Regions from separate parts of the Ovis aries genome. Here region 2 is linked to region 1. The links are chromatin contacts, called in public Hi-C maps. All regions are on one chromosome and are shown on one strand. Each heading gives the region's core, a stretch centred on a gene start, on an enhancer-like site or on the middle of the called end of the contact. The rest is flanking DNA. Distances are from core to core; before and after follow the strand shown. Region 1 holds the start of ACTL6A (actin like 6A). Region 2 holds the start of ZMAT3 (zinc finger matrin-type 3).

Evidence for each region. A called contact is a pair of places that touch in the nucleus more often than the background predicts.
Region 2: a contact with region 1 is called in a Hi-C map of tail adipose tissue, with 4 times the contacts expected there. The contact joins the promoter of ZMAT3 here to the promoter of ACTL6A in region 1. A contact is called at or near these places in 2 of 16 Hi-C or Micro-C datasets (hypothalamus and tail adipose tissue).

The regions. Positions count from the first base shown.
Region 1 is chr1:208,342,100-208,346,651 of ARS-UI_Ramb_v3.0, forward strand. ACTL6A (actin like 6A) reads right to left here and starts at 2,645. Exons shown (of 15, transcript XM_060393422.1): 1 at 2,452-2,645.
Region 2 is chr1:208,768,252-208,772,613 of ARS-UI_Ramb_v3.0, forward strand. It overlaps ZMAT3 (zinc finger matrin-type 3), which reads left to right and starts at 1,423. Exons shown (of 6, transcript XM_012098751.4): 1 at 1,423-1,636.

The sequences.
Region 1 (4,552 bases), core at 1,395-3,894:
AAGATGGACCGGTAGTATACCTGTTTATTTCTGTCAAGGAAAGGAGACTGAAGCAGAGGAGTACCGTGTAAGATAGACACAGGAGCAATGAGTAGGCCCAGAAACCAGTTATGGAAAGTGTGAAAATCTGGATGAACTGTGCATTAGATCTAAAGCGGAGTGTTAGGTCTGATCAGGAAAAAAACACTGGAATAAAAGAGCTACCAATTTTAAAAATTAAACTACAAACATTCATTTTATAAGCAAGTTAGTTAAAAATACAGTTTACTAAGTTAATTACACACAAAATGTGGGTGGGAGGTTTCGTTGCCTTTTACAGTAAACCTTTTGGGAAATGTGACCCACTATAAATACTGGTCATACAGTAGCAGCTCAAACACAAAATCATACACTTATTTTTGTCAGTTTTAAATACTTTATATGTGAAACAGGCTTTAAGATATACTCCTCTACATGAACAAAGTGATGTTTATTCTGAATATCTAAATCATACATGAATATGCTGTGGTTATATACTTGAAAAATGACTTAAAATTTTTTTAATGAGAAAAGGTTTTACTGAAATGCCTTTTCTTTATCCCAGAAGTTCCTGTTGCCCATTTGCTAGAAAGTTATGTAACTCTAGGCTGGTTAATCTTTTCTATGCCTTATTTTCTTCTTTAGTAATATGGGGAAAAGTAGAACCACCTCCCATGGCTGTTGTGGATTAACTGACAATGCATGTATTAAATACAATGCATTACAAGCCTCTGTCATGAAGAACAGTTCCTGGTACACAGGATGCACTCAATAAATGTTGACTGTTGCAATTATTGGTATCCATTTCTACCTTACTCACATTAAAATACTCAGTGGACAACCTTTAGGTCCTTAGATGAGTGAACCTGAGAGTCAAAACAATCAGCAGGGACTTCCCCATAGACAGCAGCCCACCAGGCTCGCCCCTCCCTGGGATTCTCCAGGCAAGAACACTGGAGAGGGACTTCCCTAGTGGTCCAGTAATTAAGACTCTGTGGTTCCCACGCAGGGGGCTTGGTTCTGTCCCTGATCTGGAGACTAAGATCCCACAGGCTGTATGGTGAGGCCAAAAACGAAACAAAACAAAAAATAGAGTCTGCAGCCTCCACGAGCACGTATACTCAGCTTTTTTGTCAGAATTACATCTTCAGGTGGGGAAAAAGTAAATCATGAAGATCCACTAGGCTTTCTCCAAAGTAACAATGGAAAACTGATTCTTACACTTCAGAAATCAAAACCAAAAACATATATGGAGAAGGAGAGGGTGAGGGCCAGCGTGTCACCTGAGCAGAAACTCAAGCTTCACTTCAAAACTACTAAAAACTTTGAAAAGCTTATTTTCATCTCCTACCTATAATATTCCATCCGCTCAGAAAACAGTATCCTTACTGAACACAGTAACAAAAGCACGACTTTGAGTTTCTTTCTTCTCTAATTCATCAAAAACATGAATCATATACATCAATGCTTCATCTAAGCATCTCGAAAAAACGGAGGCTCCAATTCGGTAGATTTAGAGTGGGGCTTGAGATTTTACATTTCTAAAGAGCTTGCAGGTGATGCTGCTGCTGCTGCTCCTTGGATCATACTTTTAGTAGTAAGTGCAGCATTACCGCCGTTTAATCTTCACAACCACCCCAATGGGTAGGAATTATCATTCTACAAACGACGAACCTGAAGTTGGCAAAAGTTAAGTAACTTACCCAAGGCCAATGAGCTTACTAAGTGGTGAGGCTGATATTACAACCCAGGCCCATGGTAATCTTTCACTACACAGGAGCCCACCCATCTTTAAGCAACCTTAAATTGCATATGTTCCTAAATTACGCCGGTGCAGAGTCGCCCACGAATAAGTCCGGAGCATCCACAGTCAACAAATAGGGAGAAGTTATTGAAAGGCGTGAGGCTGCGTGAGCGCGGATGGAGAAGGAGGCTGTGTCCTGAGTGGCCACGACTCCTCCAATCAGTTCCACTCCTCGCGGCTCGCTGTGCCACCTCCGAGACGCCGCGGAAACCCTCCAGCCACGCCGACGAACTGCTGGGACCTCCCAACTTTAAACGGGCGCGCACACCGCGACAGAGCCGGCTGGGAGAGAGGTGACCCTGCGGCCAGTCACTCCAGCCGCGGCTCTCCGGGCCTGGCCCGCGAGTGGAGCTGCCCGACCAGCCCCGGACCGCGCGCAGCCCCAAAAGTCGGCTCCTCGGCGGCCCGAGGCTGGAAGGGGCCGTAGGGGGCGGCGACTCCCGGCGCCTGTAGCGCTCGCCGAGCCGGGTGGGCTCCGGAGGCGGGCAGAGCGCGGGGCGGGGATAGGGCGGGGAGGCCGGGGTCCCCAGGGGGAGACCGGAAGGGCCGCCGGGAAGGGGAGGGCTGGGGGCGGCGGTTACAAACCCCACAAGCTAAAAAGGCGCGCTCTCCCGACCGACCGCACTCACCTCCCCCGTATACCCCGCCGCTCATGGTTGCTGTCGACGAGACTTCTACTCGTAAAGGCCACCTGGCGAAATGACTGCAACGGCTGCGACTGCGGGTCTGCAGAAGCGCTAGCCCCCGACTCCCTTAACTTCCACCACCACCCCCCTCAGGCAACAAAGCGGCGGCCACACACACCCGGAACGCAGTCACACTTGCTGTCTCCTGCTATCGGCCAATCACAAGAGGCCCGGCTACACTTCAACCAATAAAAATAAGGCTGTGCTACAGCCTTGTCGCGGCACAGCCAGTTTAGCCAATCGAAGGCAGCCATAGGGGCGGGGAGAGAGGAAAGCGACGGAAGGAGGGAAGGAGTTGGGTTGCGGAACCGGGGAGGCGGGGCTTCTTTAGTGGGAGGGAAAGTGGGGCGGAGGGAGCTGGAGGGGGAGGAGGAAGGCTGGAGGCAACAGTCTGGGGCGGGCTCAGGATGTAGCTGGGAGCGGAGGAGAGGTGGGAATCCGGTAGAGCAAGCTAAGCCTCTGAAAAAGAAGTCTGGAATTTGAGAAAGTGTCTCCACCAGGAGTACCCGTGGTTTGGGCTTGTAGTGAATGAGGGTTGGTGTTTTTTTGTTTTTTGTTTTTATTTTTTTCAGAAAAAGTATTTTCAACTAACTGAAAAAATTGAATGTTATCCTCCACTTTGGGGTAGAGGGCATCAGTAAACCAGACAAACCGATAAGACCCTGGAATTTTAAAAGTGGTTACTAATAATTAAAAGAAGGAGATGACACAGTATCCCAGTTAACTTTAGTAGCGCTTAAAATGTGTCATCAATTCCTTTTATCCTGTGAGGCAGGTGTAATACAATGTAATCAGTCCTCACCTGAGCGAGCACCTAATCCTAAACACATCTCGGAACGGTCTGTTCTTAGTCCCCTGTGTCTACCAACCCAGTCAGATCACCGTTGTCCCTCTCCCAGGATTACTACAACAATTTGTCCCTTTGCCTCTTAGCAGGCAGCTTGATCTATAAAAACTCCCAAATCACGGTCATGTTGTAAATCCTTGAGGTTAATAGCCGTCCTTAAATTAGTTTGTCTAGAGTCTAGACATATAGGTAGTTTTTAAGAACAATTGATTAACTCCATCAATCTCAGTGCCACAGAGTGGCAGAAAGTGATTGTAGGATAGGGAACAAGGCTAGTGAGAAAACCCTTTACTATTCACTTAGTGTAATCTCGGTTGTTGTTCACTCACTAAATCGTGTTTGATTCTTTGTAACTGCATGGACTGCAGCCCACCAGGCTTCCCTGTCCCTCACCATCTCCTAGAGTTTGCTCAAACTCATGTTCATCCAGTCAGTGAAGTGAAATGAAGTTGCTCAGTTGTGTCCGACTCTCTGGGACCCCATGGACTGTAGCCTACCAGACTCCTCCGTCCATGGGATTTTCCAGGCAAGAGCACTGGAGTGGGTTGCCATTTCCTTCTGCATCACCAGATGGTGATGCCATCCAACCATCTCATTCTCTGGCCTTCCCTTCTCCTCCTGCCTTCAATCTTTCCCAGCATCAGGGTATCCCAATCATTTAGAAACATCGTTTACCCAATGAGATAATGCATAAGTCAGCAAAGTATGGCCCCAGGGCCAAATTACCCTGCCTTGTTTTTGTTTTAATGTTAATTAAAAAAATTTTTTTAATTGAAATATAGTGGTTTATAATGTATCAGTTTCAGGTGTATTGTAAAGTGGTTCAGTTACATACACATATAATATATATTCCTTTTTTACATACTCTTCCATTATAAGTTATTACAAGATAATGACAATACTTTCCTGCAATCTGCTTTGTTTTTGTATGGCCAGTGCAGTGAGTTAAGAACAATTATTCCATTAACATTAAAAAAAATTATTTTTAAGAAAAACATTTTGTGACATGTGAAAATTATATGAAATTCACATTTCTGTGATGATAAACCAAGTTTTACCGGAACACAGCAGAGCTTATTCGTTTATGGCTGCTTTTGCTCTGTAAGGGCAAATTGAGTTTTACTACAGACGCTGTGTGGCACACTAAGCTGGAGGATATATTTACTATGGGATCCCTTACAGAAAGAGTTTACTGAG
Region 2 (4,362 bases), core at 173-2,672, 420 kb after region 1:
ATGGACAGGGAGGTCTGGCATGCTGCAATTCATGGGGTTGCAAAGAGTCGGACACGACTGAGCGAGTGAACTGAACTGAGGGTACATCTTGCTATAAATAGGTCTCCTTGATATTTTAATTAGAGTAAGTCTCCTACATATGAACAAGTTCCATTCTGACAGCAAGTTTGTAAGTCCAACAAAGTTAGCCTAGGTACCCAAAGAACACGGTCAGCTATATCGTAGTGTACTGTAATAGGTTTATAATACTTTTCTAATAATACATAAAAATAAACAAACACAAAGAATAAAGAAAACATTTGAAATCTTACAGTACAGTACCTTGAAAAGTAAGGTAGTACACTATAATAGCAGCCATACAGGGCCTGGCACCCAGTGAACAGACAAGAAGAGCTACTGACTAGAGGAGGGAGACGAGGTGGGAGACGGAAGAGCTGAAAGATCCTCAGCAATAGGAAATGGAGCACAAGGTACAATTTCACCCAAACCTGAGGTTCATGGAACCCATGTTGGCATCTTTGAAAGCTCTCAACTGGAAGGCTCATATATAGGGGACTTACTGTAATGCTTAAAAAGTAAGCACATAATGTTGTGAATGTACTTAATATCACTGAACTAAACACTTAAAAATGGTCAAAATTTATTTTACGAATATTTTACCCCCAAATGGTCCTATGGAAAAATTTACAAGTTAACGGAATTTTAATATTAATACTTGGCTCAGCCATCTCTCAATGTCAACCCTGAATGTGCTGAGGTTGACTATGAGAGGATGTGACCTGATAGCCTTAGCCAATCTCTTCCTAGTCTTTCCTGTCATGCAGGTGAGGTTGAGGGTGGGGTGGGGAGTGGTGGTGCGCCAGAGAGGATCTCTATCTCGCCAATTCTGCTGTTGCGTAGAGGGCAAGTCTGCGTGTATGTTTTCTTGAGTGATTGGAGACCTGAGCTGGCGGCCGCGCGCTATTTTTCCTTCATCCTGGAGAAAGGAGCAGTTTAAAGGTTCTGTCGCAGCAGGTGGGACGATCCTGGACATTCTGGCAGCTCCCCTCTGCCACTCTTAGCAGGCAATCAGCGGACGAGGGCAGGGCTGGAATGAAAAAGGGTTTGGATCTCAGTGACAGGAGATGAAAGTTGCGAAAACCCTGCCCAGCTTTCTGCTCTGGATCAACTTTCCAGGTTATAGGATGAACAAACTCTTAAGACTGGCAGTGGTGCGTCCTCCCTGTGACTCGTGCCTTTGTTCCCCACGCCTGCTCAGAGCCGCCGCGCTCACAGTCCCCGCACCTGCCGGGTGCGCACCCCACCCTCGCAGCGTGCTGGAGCCTCCGCCGCTGCCGCGGGCCCTGCTCCACCAGGCACATGCGCACTGGCGACGCCGGGCCGGCGCCTTCAGTCTCCTCCTCCGCCGCCTCCCGATTCCGCAGTCACTTCCTGCAGCTGTTTCCCTGTGGGTCCGTTTGGACTGACTTTTGACAGTCAGCCTTCAGCTGTGGAGGGGGCTCTGCCGGGCCAGCCGAGAAAGTTGCACGGAGGGAGGCGGAGTAGAATCGGGCCGAGCCGGGCGTGGAGGACGGACGGCGGCTGGCGTCCGGGGCAGGCGCGGCGCCCAGACTCCCGGCGCGTCCCGGGGGTTCCGGTAAGTGCCGGCGATCGCGAGCCTCGGGGCATTTAGGACGAGCACCGGAGCGACCAGGCTAGCAGTTCCTTTCCGGTGCGGTCTTTCCACCTGCCCTCCACGTGACCAGCTTGGGGTGCTTTTATTTATTTGTTTGTTTTTAAAGCATTTCACGTGTACTGTTTGGATCCTCTAGGCGTGCGGCTGCCTTGGCCCTAGCGCTTGCCCCCGCCCCGTGGGAGACCCGGGATTCCATCTTTCGTGATGGCATCCTCACGGGATTGAGGTGCGTGCGTGCGTGTTTGTGTATGTGTGTGTGTATGTGTGGGTATGTGAGTGCGCTCTGTTATGTATGCACGCACGTTTTAGAAATTTAAGATATATGTGGGCGATGCTGAAGTATATGTAGCTGTGATTCAAATACGTGAAAGGTTTCCTAGGATTCGGACCCGTCATAACTGAGACTGGAGAACATTCACCAGTTCACCAAGGCCTCTTCTTCCCAGGTTCTTGCGTTCTTTTGGGTCTTCCTTCTGTGATATACCTTACAACTGATTATTCTATTTCCTCTCTCATTCCTTCTTGCTGTGTTCTGATGACCTTTGAATAATGCTCACCGTCTTTCCCTCATTTTCGGAATCCCCAGTTACAGACTTCCCTAGTTTCCTGAGGTGCTAGTAAAACCTGTTCCCTTATTGTGTTTTCTTTCCCCCGAAGATTTCTCCAAATGAGAAAGTGGTTGTCTTTAATGCAGTATGTGAAGAGTAGGCCCCAGTTCGATCATGAAAACTATGCTACATGATCATTCCTTTTCTTTTAAACAGGGTAGACTGAGAAGCTTTGATTTTTTTTCATTGTCCCCTCCACCCCTTCCATACCAGGACATTAACCACCATAAATCCTTCATTTATGCTACTTCAAGCATCAAATTGAATGGCTTTTATGATCTGAGGAATATTTTATTTACATCAGGCATCAAGTTAGTTTCTTTTAATCTAATGCAATAGTTGAACAGACTTGAGTCCTATATGCTTTGAACCTCTTTATATTCCACCATATCTGCTTTCACTGAAGGCTTCGTTTTTAGATTTTTATTTTATGCTAGTTTTTTTTTTTTTTGCAAGTATAGTAATACCTGATGTAATTGTCTTGCATAGATACTTTTGGGGGAGTTGAAATTTTGATTGTTAAATATTACAAGAAAGAATTTTGGACTATCTAGCTATTCTTTAAACATTAAAAGGTAAAATGTGATAATGGGTAAGTCTGTACTGTATGAGAATTTTTTCTTCAATTCAAGTGATTTTATCAGGCCTTTATTTTGATGGAAGCCTGTAGCTGGGGGAGACACATGCTGGTATTTCCTCAAGTGGGAGTGAACTTTTATAAAACAAGTCCAGACATGTCTAGGCCATGGGTAACATTTGATTTTCTCTTTATATTGCTTATTTCCTTTATCCAGATGTTCTAACATCCCTCTTCACCATTTCTGACCTGGCAGCTTGTCATTGGCACTTTGGTATCCTTTTGTTTCTGTACAGGTGGTATATGTAGTCTTTTAATATTACTAATTGTCATGATTAGTTAAACTTTTTAAAAAGTGGTCTTTGTCCCCATAGTTTTCTTTTTAAAAATATCCGTATTTGCCTTTGCTTTCTGAATGTCTTCACTTGGTTTAATTGAGAGGAATAATGTGATTATAGAGAACCTGACTTTTTAAATGTTCTAAATCTGTACTGCTTTTTATAAAATATTCTCAGAGGTATGGACAACATACTTCTGCTTGAGAGTAAAATAACATTGTTTTTCTAAATATTATGCTTAATGAGAAATATTGTTGAATACTATGACTAATCGATGATGTATGTACTTTGCTATTTAGTACATTGTTTTCCCATTGCACTGATAACCTCTCCTGCTCTAAGAGCCTGAATTTAGTACAAAAACTGTTATTTGGTTGCAATTTACAGGTGTAGATACTTACTAAATGTGGTAAAAGAGACTTAACTTTTCAAAATTCTTCTTGGTTGATTTTAGTAAATCTATTATCGTAAAAAAACATATACTTTTCTATTGTAGATGGAAAATTTTGGCACTTAAAATAGCTAAATTTTATTGACCTAAAAGAGGTTTTAATAGTATTGAAAGTGGAAGGAATAGAGGATTTTGAGATAAGGATTTTAATTTGGGTTCATTAGAATCGTGGGAACTCAAAGCACATAGTGTGGCTCATTTTGAGATACTCAGGGCTAGGGGCTTCCCTCGTAGCTCAGTGGTAAAGAAATCACCTGCAATTCAGAAGACCGCATTTCGATTCCTGGATCAGGAAGATCCGCTGGAGAAGGCATAGGTACCCACTCCAGTATTCTTGGGCTTCCCTTGTGGCTTCACTTGTGGTAAAGAATCCGCCTGCAGTGCAGGAGACCTGGGTTTGATTCCTGGGTTGGGAAGAGTCCCTGGAGAAGGGAAAGGCTACTCACTCCAGTATTCTGGCCTGGAGAATTACCTGCATCAAACAGTGCGTGAAGTAAGCGTCCAGTGGGGTACTGGATCATACTGCCAGGGCCCCAGTATAATTGTAGTTCCTCAGTCTTTTCAACTATTTGCTTTCCCTTATAGTCTCTATTGTTTCCCTCAGAAAAGACCCAATATGTTCCAGTCCCACTTCAGTTTTACCCGTTTCTCCTGCCTCTGACCCAGATGGCAACTTCTAATCTTGAGTATCTCAAAATGAACCACACTATGTG